Linked DNA regions of Drosophila melanogaster: region 2 is linked to region 1. A link is a contact called in public Hi-C data. All regions are on one chromosome and are shown on one strand. Each heading gives the region's core, a stretch centred on a gene start, on an enhancer-like site or on the middle of the called end of the contact. The rest is flanking DNA. Distances are from core to core; before and after follow the strand shown.

What was found. A called contact is a pair of places that touch in the nucleus more often than the background predicts.
Region 2: a Hi-C map of the Kc167 cell line shows a contact between it and region 1, with 2.6 times the contacts expected there. The contact joins the promoter of lncRNA:CR46090 here to the promoter of p53 in region 1. A contact is called at or near these places in 6 of 107 Hi-C or Micro-C datasets (the D17-c3 cell line, the Kc167 cell line, eye imaginal disc and 1 more) and 1 of 6 datasets of contacts at active chromatin or transcription factors (the Kc167 cell line).

Annotation. Positions count from the first base shown.
Region 1 is chr3R:23,052,427-23,056,364 of dm6, reverse strand. It overlaps p53 (p53,), which reads left to right and starts at 2,283. Exons shown (of 9, transcript NM_206544.2): 1 at 2,283-2,400; 2 at 2,460-2,783; 3 at 3,166-3,246; 4 at 3,317-3,353; 5 at 3,417-3,443. The coding sequence starts at 2,357. Gr94a (Gustatory receptor 94a) reads right to left here. Exons shown (of 1, transcript NM_170046.1): 1 at 3,462-3,938. The coding sequence ends at 3,462. Ctns (Cystinosin) reads left to right here. Exons shown (of 8, transcript NM_176543.2): 2 at 39-166; 3 at 227-323; 4 at 394-576; 5 at 642-1,002; 6 at 1,189-1,477; 7 at 1,534-1,636; 8 at 1,737-1,955. The coding sequence starts at 112. The coding sequence ends at 1,842. It also overlaps asRNA:CR46089.
Region 2 is chr3R:23,332,135-23,336,072 of dm6, reverse strand. It overlaps lncRNA:CR46090 (long non-coding RNA:CR46090), which reads left to right and starts at 2,270. Exons shown (of 1, transcript NR_133438.1): 1 at 2,270-2,569. All of the region lies in intron 3 of pnt (pointed), which reads left to right.

The sequences.
Region 1 (3,938 bases), core at 1,034-3,533:
GAAGTAATTCACAATTGAATCAATACAATACCATATAGGGCTTCATTGAAGAAGATGCCAGCAGGACTGGATGCTCATGCATGAATAAGTTGAACGTTGAACGCAAGCAGAATGGATTTCAGCACACACCGCCTGACCACTTTGCTGCTCCTCCTCCTGGCCACAGGTGAGATATCGCAATCCAGATATTGCGATCTAATAATGAGGGAATTTCTCCTGCCCACAGTTGCCCTGGGAAATGCCCAAAGCAGTCAGCTCACCGTCGATTCCCATGACATCACCGTTCTGCTGAACAGCAACGAGACTTTTCTGGTGTTCGCCAAGTGAGTTGCCATTGCCGGGAAATCCAAATCCAAAACATATGGCATCGTAAATCTATTGTGCCCATTACAGCGGATTGCTAGACAGCGACGTGGAAGTTGCGCTGGGAACAGATTCGGAGGATCATTTGCTCCTCGATCCCGCAACGTTTGTGTATCCAGCGGGCAGTACTCGAAATCAGTCGGTGGTGATAACTGGCCTCAAAGCCGGCAACGTCAAAGTGGTCGCAGATAGCGATGATGCGAACAAAGAGATGTGAGTAACTTCACGGGAATCCCAACTGTTCCCGTACCTAATTGGAAAATTCACTTATTTTCCAGTGTGAAGGATGTGTTCGTACGCGTGACTGTGGCCAAATCGAGAGCTTTGATCTACACCTCCATCATCTTTGGCTGGGTTTACTTTGTGGCCTGGTCGGTGTCCTTCTATCCGCAGATCTGGAGCAACTATCGCCGCAAGTCCGTCGAGGGACTGAACTTTGATTTCCTGGCCCTCAATATCGTGGGCTTCACCCTGTACAGCATGTTCAACTGCGGCCTCTATTTCATCGAGGATCTGCAGAACGAGTACGAGGTGCGATATCCGCTGGGAGTGAATCCTGTGATGCTCAACGACGTGGTCTTCTCACTGCATGCCATGTTCGCCACCTGCATTACGATCCTTCAGTGCTTTTTCTATCAGGTAATAATATATATAGCAAATACCATTCAATAGCCTTATCGCCGAAGTGGCAACAGTTGTCGCATTGAACACTAATTGCCATCAATCAAAATGCCAAATCATTTGAATCACAGCGGATAGTTACGATATGAAGAGTAGATAAGGTTTTGACTTGTAAAACATCCATACTTTGTTAAATTTGTCCAGAGAGCACAGCAAAGGGTGTCGTTCATTGCCTACGGAATATTGGCCATCTTCGCCGTGGTGGTCGTCGTGTCTGCCGGTTTGGCCGGAGGATCCGTCATCCATTGGCTGGACTTTCTGTACTACTGCAGTTACGTCAAGCTAACCATTACCATCATCAAGTACGTGCCGCAAGCTCTGATGAACTATCGCCGGAAGAGCACCTCCGGCTGGAGCATCGGCAACATTCTGCTGGATTTCACGGGAGGAACGCTGAGCATGCTGCAAATGATTCTGAATGCTCATAATTACGGTAGGATATAGTCTATCAATTTGTGATTTTCGAATGAAATCGTGTCTGGTTTCCAGATGATTGGGTGTCGATTTTCGGTGATCCCACCAAATTCGGACTGGGTCTGTTTTCCGTGCTCTTCGATGTGTTCTTCATGCTGCAGCACTATGTGTTTTACAGGTGATTGAAACATTGTGTGAATATGATACTTAATCTACGATTATGTCATCTCCACTGTACACTTATCATTATTGCTGTGCTGTTTTCCATTTCTCCCCAGGCATTCGAGGGAATCCTCGAGCTCTGACCTCACCACCGTGACCGATGTTCAAAATCGAACAAATGAGTCGCCGCCGCCGAGCGAAGTGACGACTGAGAAATATTAGAGCTGCATTATCATATGTCTGCTGTAGAGAAAGACTTTTGTGCCAGTAGCGCTTTATGTACATTTTTAGAATTGTAAATATATCCGTATGCCGTAGCTGCCTAAGCTTTGTATAATTCGTGCGTTTTAATTGAAATTTAGTTTGACTAAAATTTGGAATTTCACCATTAAATAAAACTTAATTTTTTGTAGGAGCCAGAAATCATACGGTACATTGCTCGACCATTCAAAGGGCTGTGCAGTGAAACCAATTTGCTGCATACGGCGCGTTATTTGCAAACTAATAAATAGATTGAAGTATTGAAAAAATTTCAAAACAGAAATTCTAACTTGCCGCACAATGGGCAGCACTGTTCGCACTCGGCCAAATCCTTATCGATAGCTTATCGATAGCCATGGATATATGACATTAAGTTAGCCAATTTCCGGTTAGTTGACATCCCTGGAGCACGGAAGATTCTTGCGGACACAAATCGCAACTGCTAAATAAAATTTATTTATTTGAGTGCACAGCCATGAGTCTTCACAAGTCCGCGTCGTTTAGCTTGACTTTTAACCAGTGAGCGGAGATATTTTATTCGGTCTTACCCAACAAAATAATGTTGCGCCTTTTTGCAGAAACACTTCGATTGTTTCGCGTAGCAATAGTCGCACAATTTTTGAAGCTTTCAAGGAGTTCCTGGATTTTTGGGATATCGGCAACGAAGTTTCTGCAGAGTCAGCAGTTCGGGTCTCCAGCAACGGAGCTTTCAACTTGCCGCAGAGTTTTGGCAACGAATCCAACGAATATGCCCACCTGGCTACGCCTGTGGATCCAGCCTACGGAGGCAACAACACGAACAACATGATGCAGTTCACGAACAATCTGGAAATTTTGGCCAACAATAATTCCGATGGCAATAACAAAATTAATGCATGCAACAAATTCGTCTGCCACAAGGGGTGAGCAAATTCAAAACACGCGCTCCAATCGATAAACATTGGCTACGGCGATTGTTCGCGCTGCGTGGCGAATGGCAAAATCCAAATAGTCGGTGGCCACTACGATTCTGTAGTTTTTTGTTAGCGAATTTTTAATATTTAGCCTCCTTCCCCAACAAGATCGCTTGATCAGATATAGCCGACTAAGATGTATATATCACAGCCAATGTCGTGGCACAAAGAAAGGTACAGTGCGGCAACAAATTGATGATCGAACAGTAGAAACCTTGCATGTAGCAACACGCTTGTACTTGCATCATTCGCGCGGCCAACTTGTTTGTGTTTGTTTATCCAGCCAAGGCGCAGTTTGCCACTAAGTTTTTATTTCCCTTTTACACTTTAGCACTGATTCCGAGGATGACTCCACGGAGGTCGATATCAAGGAGGATATTCCGAAAACGGTGGAGGTATCGGGATCGGAATTGTGAGTACCTGGTCACGTGGTCACATGTGGTTTGCCTGGTTGCTAACTATTATTGTTTTTATTATTCCAGGACCACGGAACCCATGGCCTTCTTGCAGGGATTAAACGTGAGTTGTGCTTTTAATGTGCAAAGCTATAGCTTACTAACTATTTAATATTATTCCCCGCAGTCCGGGAATCTGATGCAGTTCAGCCAGGTGGGTAACATCGATTAGCTATTGCATCTTGAAGCGCTGGGACAGATCGGCCTGCACGAGGATCAGCAGGAAGCTGGCCACCGCCGAGAAGACATTGCTGATCAGTCGCATGTCCAGCTCGTACAAGCCCAAGGGTTTAATTTGGTACTTGGTCACCGTGACCAGCAGAGTAAAGCCGTGGACTGCCTGACGGTAGCGGCTGTCCGCATGCTGGAGATTCATCTCCTGGAGAATGACTGCCGATCTTCGGGTGGCCACCAATAGGTGGTTGCACAAATGCGTGAGCAATGTGATCTCCGCCAGCGAGATGGAGAGGAAAACCAGATTGATCAGCGATCCAAGACCATCGTACGGCTTGCCCATGATTAAGGTGTCCGCTATGGCATAGTACAGACTGTAGAAACCCACCGTTATTCCGAGCAGGTGGCATATGAGCGACAGAATCATGGACAAGGACATTGGGGTCAGATACTTTCCCGAATGCACATATATCAA
Region 2 (3,938 bases), core at 1,021-3,520, 280 kb before region 1:
TGCCGTGGCCCAAAAATCGAGGCAGTTACCGAAAGAAAAGGAACCCGAAAACGTAAAAAGTATTTATGTATTTATGTCTTATCGCTGCGTAGAGATCAACAAAGCGCAAACAATTTCAATGTCAACGCAAACCCAAGACTAAAGTCAGTGCCCAACTAAATATACAAATGTGTAGTGTACGGAAGGGTGGACCTCAGTTCGCTGTAAGAATGGGGATCGTAAATGTGTAAGATGGTCTTTTAAATTATCACTCATACGCAGTGGTGGCACGGCTAAGTTGATGCTATAAATTTAAATAAAAAATAAATTTAAATAAAAAATAAATTTATATAAAGTATTAAATTAGCGTACTGAATTGAATAAGCAGTTTGACTGGCAGCGTGGGAAAAGTTTCGAAAAAGCATTGCTCATACGCAGTGTGGTACTACTTGGCTAAACAGACGTAATATTTTGGGTAATTAATTTGGCAGTTAAATTTAAGTTTCTGGGAAGGTCCACCCCATTGGGCCTATATATAGTGGCACATACAGCCCTACATCTCGGTACATGTATTTAGACATATTTACAATTCATACACACATACAAATGTACATATGTATGTGGGACCCAGGCGAATCCCTTAGCGAAAACAACTGGCAGCCTGAACTTTTCGCTCGTCGCTAGAAGATCGCGGCCATAAAATGGCAACAGAAACAAAAAATAAATATAAAATCACAAAAACTAAAACAGAAACAGAAAGGCGAAAAAAACGGGGGGGAAAAAACATGCAAAAACGGCGACAACTGCGCAGATGCTGAATGGAAAATGGGGATGGCACATAAAAAAGGGGAACATCGCGGGCCAGAAGAAGCAGAAAAGATCGGGAGCCAGGCACGTAAATTTAGTTTACATTATGCGCACGAAAGATACACTTGGCATAAGGGTCGCCCTGAAATCTAAATGTACTTAAAATGCATAAAACCTTGGGAAATCGTTTATTAAAAATATAATAACGTAATCATATTGTACGTTTAAAACCATTTCGGACTCCTGCAATTGGAATGACTAAAACAGTGCAAAAACAATTTTTTCTTAGCAGAAATAAAAAAAATCCTTTTTTTGCAAGTGTATGCAAAAGGCTGCCCTTATTTTAATTATACGCGCACACAGATACAAAAGTACACTCACGCACGCACACTCACACGCCGTAATCATCTCTCATTAATCATAAACTTTGAAAATAACAAGAAACAAAACGAAACGAAATGAACCAAACGAAACAATAAATAAAGCAAATTATATTTTCGCTTATTAAATATGTGCGCTATGATTTGTATAAAAAGTAGAAAAAATATACAAATTCTCTTCACAAGGAGAGTGGGAGAGTGAGAGATCGGGAGAGCCTAACGTTGACGCTGGCAGCGACGTTGACTGCGCGAGCCCCACAACTTTCATTCATTTTGCTGCTCATTTCATTCATCCCCGCGCTGTCGACGTCGCTGCCGGCGCCGCTGCTCCCCAGCGCTCTCCCGCTCTCAAATTGGGGCTCCCGCTCTCCAAGAAACACGTTCGTTTTCATTCATACTCGCCAGGCAGCAAAAAACAACAAAACTAGTTGGTTCTCGAATAATAAAACGAAGAAAAAAAAACAAAACGCAAAGACAACCAAAAAAGAATTAAAATGCAGTTGATGAATGGGGGAATGGAAATGGAATTGGGAATGGGAGTGGGGATAAGAGCCAGCGACGAGTGGATCTTGTTGCCGCTGTCTCCCCTTCTTCCACGGCCATTTGTTGTTGTTGTGGTTGCTTCCTCTGTCATTGGGGCTTGATGTTTGTTTCCTTCCTTTTTTGCGTGTGCCTGCATTGCCCCGTCGCCCCCTCCCCTCCTCCACTCCACCAGTGCTCCTCTTCCTTCTTCCTCTTCTTCTAGGCTTGTTCCTGCAAACCGGCTCTTACTCTTCTTCTTGTTCTCCGGCTTTGTCTTTGGGGCTCCTCTTTTATCGCTGCTCCAGCTTCTCATCTTCTTCTTCTTCTGTCGCTGCCCGTGGGCGCGTCGACTTTGGCTCGAAATCCAACTGCAGTCGTCGTTGCCTTTTTATACCCTGCAGTGTAGTGTAGGGTATTATGGTTTAGTTGGGATTTTGCAACCAAGTCGCTGAAATTCTAAAAAATCTTGAAAACTAACCTTAACTATACTTTTAAGAATGTTTAAACCAAATTCGTATTGAACAAAAGCCTTTGTTTTTCGAAAAATCTAATTGCCAATCTACTATTTTGTTAAATGTTTTAATACCAGCAAGGGTATCTTAACTTCAACTACAAAATGTTCTTCGCCATCCCAGTTTTGTTTTCATTGTTTTTGTGTATTTGCTTTGATTTTTAGCTGTTTGCTCTTGGACCAACTACTTATTTATTCATAATTTGAACTCCCCCCCTTCCCACCATTCCAGGCACCACCCCCTTCCAGACCCCACTCCAACACTCCACTCCACTCCCCTCCTCTTCGCCAACACTCCACGCACAATTTGTGGGCAGCTGCTGCATGTGGAAAAATGGAAAACTGGAAAACGAGTTGCCAACACACACTTGCTCGTGTTTCTGATTTTAAGTTTTTGTTTTAATTTCAGTTTTTTGTTACCTTTCAAATTTCTTGTTCACAGATCTTTTTTCCCGTCTTCTGTGGTTGTCGTTGGTGTTTTTTTTTTGGGGTTTTGGTTTTTTGTTTTTTTAGTTCGTGGAACTGCTGCGTTAACAACTTATGTTGTTGGTGTTGCGGTTGTGCTGCTTCTACAATTTTTCATTCATTCATATTCAGAGGTACATACATACATATATGTACATGTGTGTGTGTGAGTGTGTGTGGATTTGTGCGTTTGTAGTGGGCTATATCGCCTGCTTTATATTTCATATGCACGCCACTTTGTACTCACTTACTATTTGTGATTTTCGTTTTGTTTGCTTATTTTACTTGCCTTTTTATTAATACTTTTTTTTTTTATTTTCCTCTGTCTTGCCTTTTGTCGGGTTTTCGCCTGATTCTGCTTTATTCATTCATAAATTTTGATAGCCCGACGTTGATTTTTGTTGTTGTTTCGCCTGGAATTAATCGCGCGAGAACTTTTTTGATTCATTTGAATTGAGGCCTTTATGACGGTATAATTCGGTGCATTATGGCATTCGTTTTAGCACCAATGATATTTCCATATTTTTTTTTCAATTTTATGCAGCTAATGCTTGGGTAATTAGTATTCGAACTTATTGCTGATTTATGAATGCAAAATTATGAATAAAGTTAGGCTGAGTGTTAAAATTATGCCATTTATTAGTATGGTAATACGAAAAAATTACAATTTTACAATTCAAGTTGTAAATTAAGTCTAGTACATGTACATGTGCCTAATTTCTCTCTGTGTATATATTCAAATATGTAAATAGCTTACAAAAGACATAGAGACTTTATCTAATCACGTTCCCTCAACGTTTCTATTTCCATACCCATTCATTCACGGCGAAAACAATGTTATCAAAACAAAAGCGCGTTCCTCTCTTTCTATTTACACACATATGTATGTACATAAATGTACCCATTTTTTTCTGGCTGTGTAGAACGGATGTGTCTAAATTGAGTGCATCCCATGGACAAATTAGCAGCATTTATTGTAATAGTTGTAGTTGTTGCTTCTTGGGATTTTCCGAGCCGCTATAAAGCCCAGTCCATGGCTAATCAGCACGCTCCGAAATGTTGTAATGCCGCAGAGAAAGGGCGAGCATAAAAAAAGAAGCAGCAGCAGAAGAGTTAATATAGCCATAAACAACTGACCCAGCACAATAATCAGGGTGACAAAACTTATCAGGCAACCCTCTCACGCGTGCGACCTTCAGCAATTTGAACTTTACCAAACGCAAAACTCACTTTCCAATGCTCCAAACAACTTGGAGCTCAAGAAATAACCAATG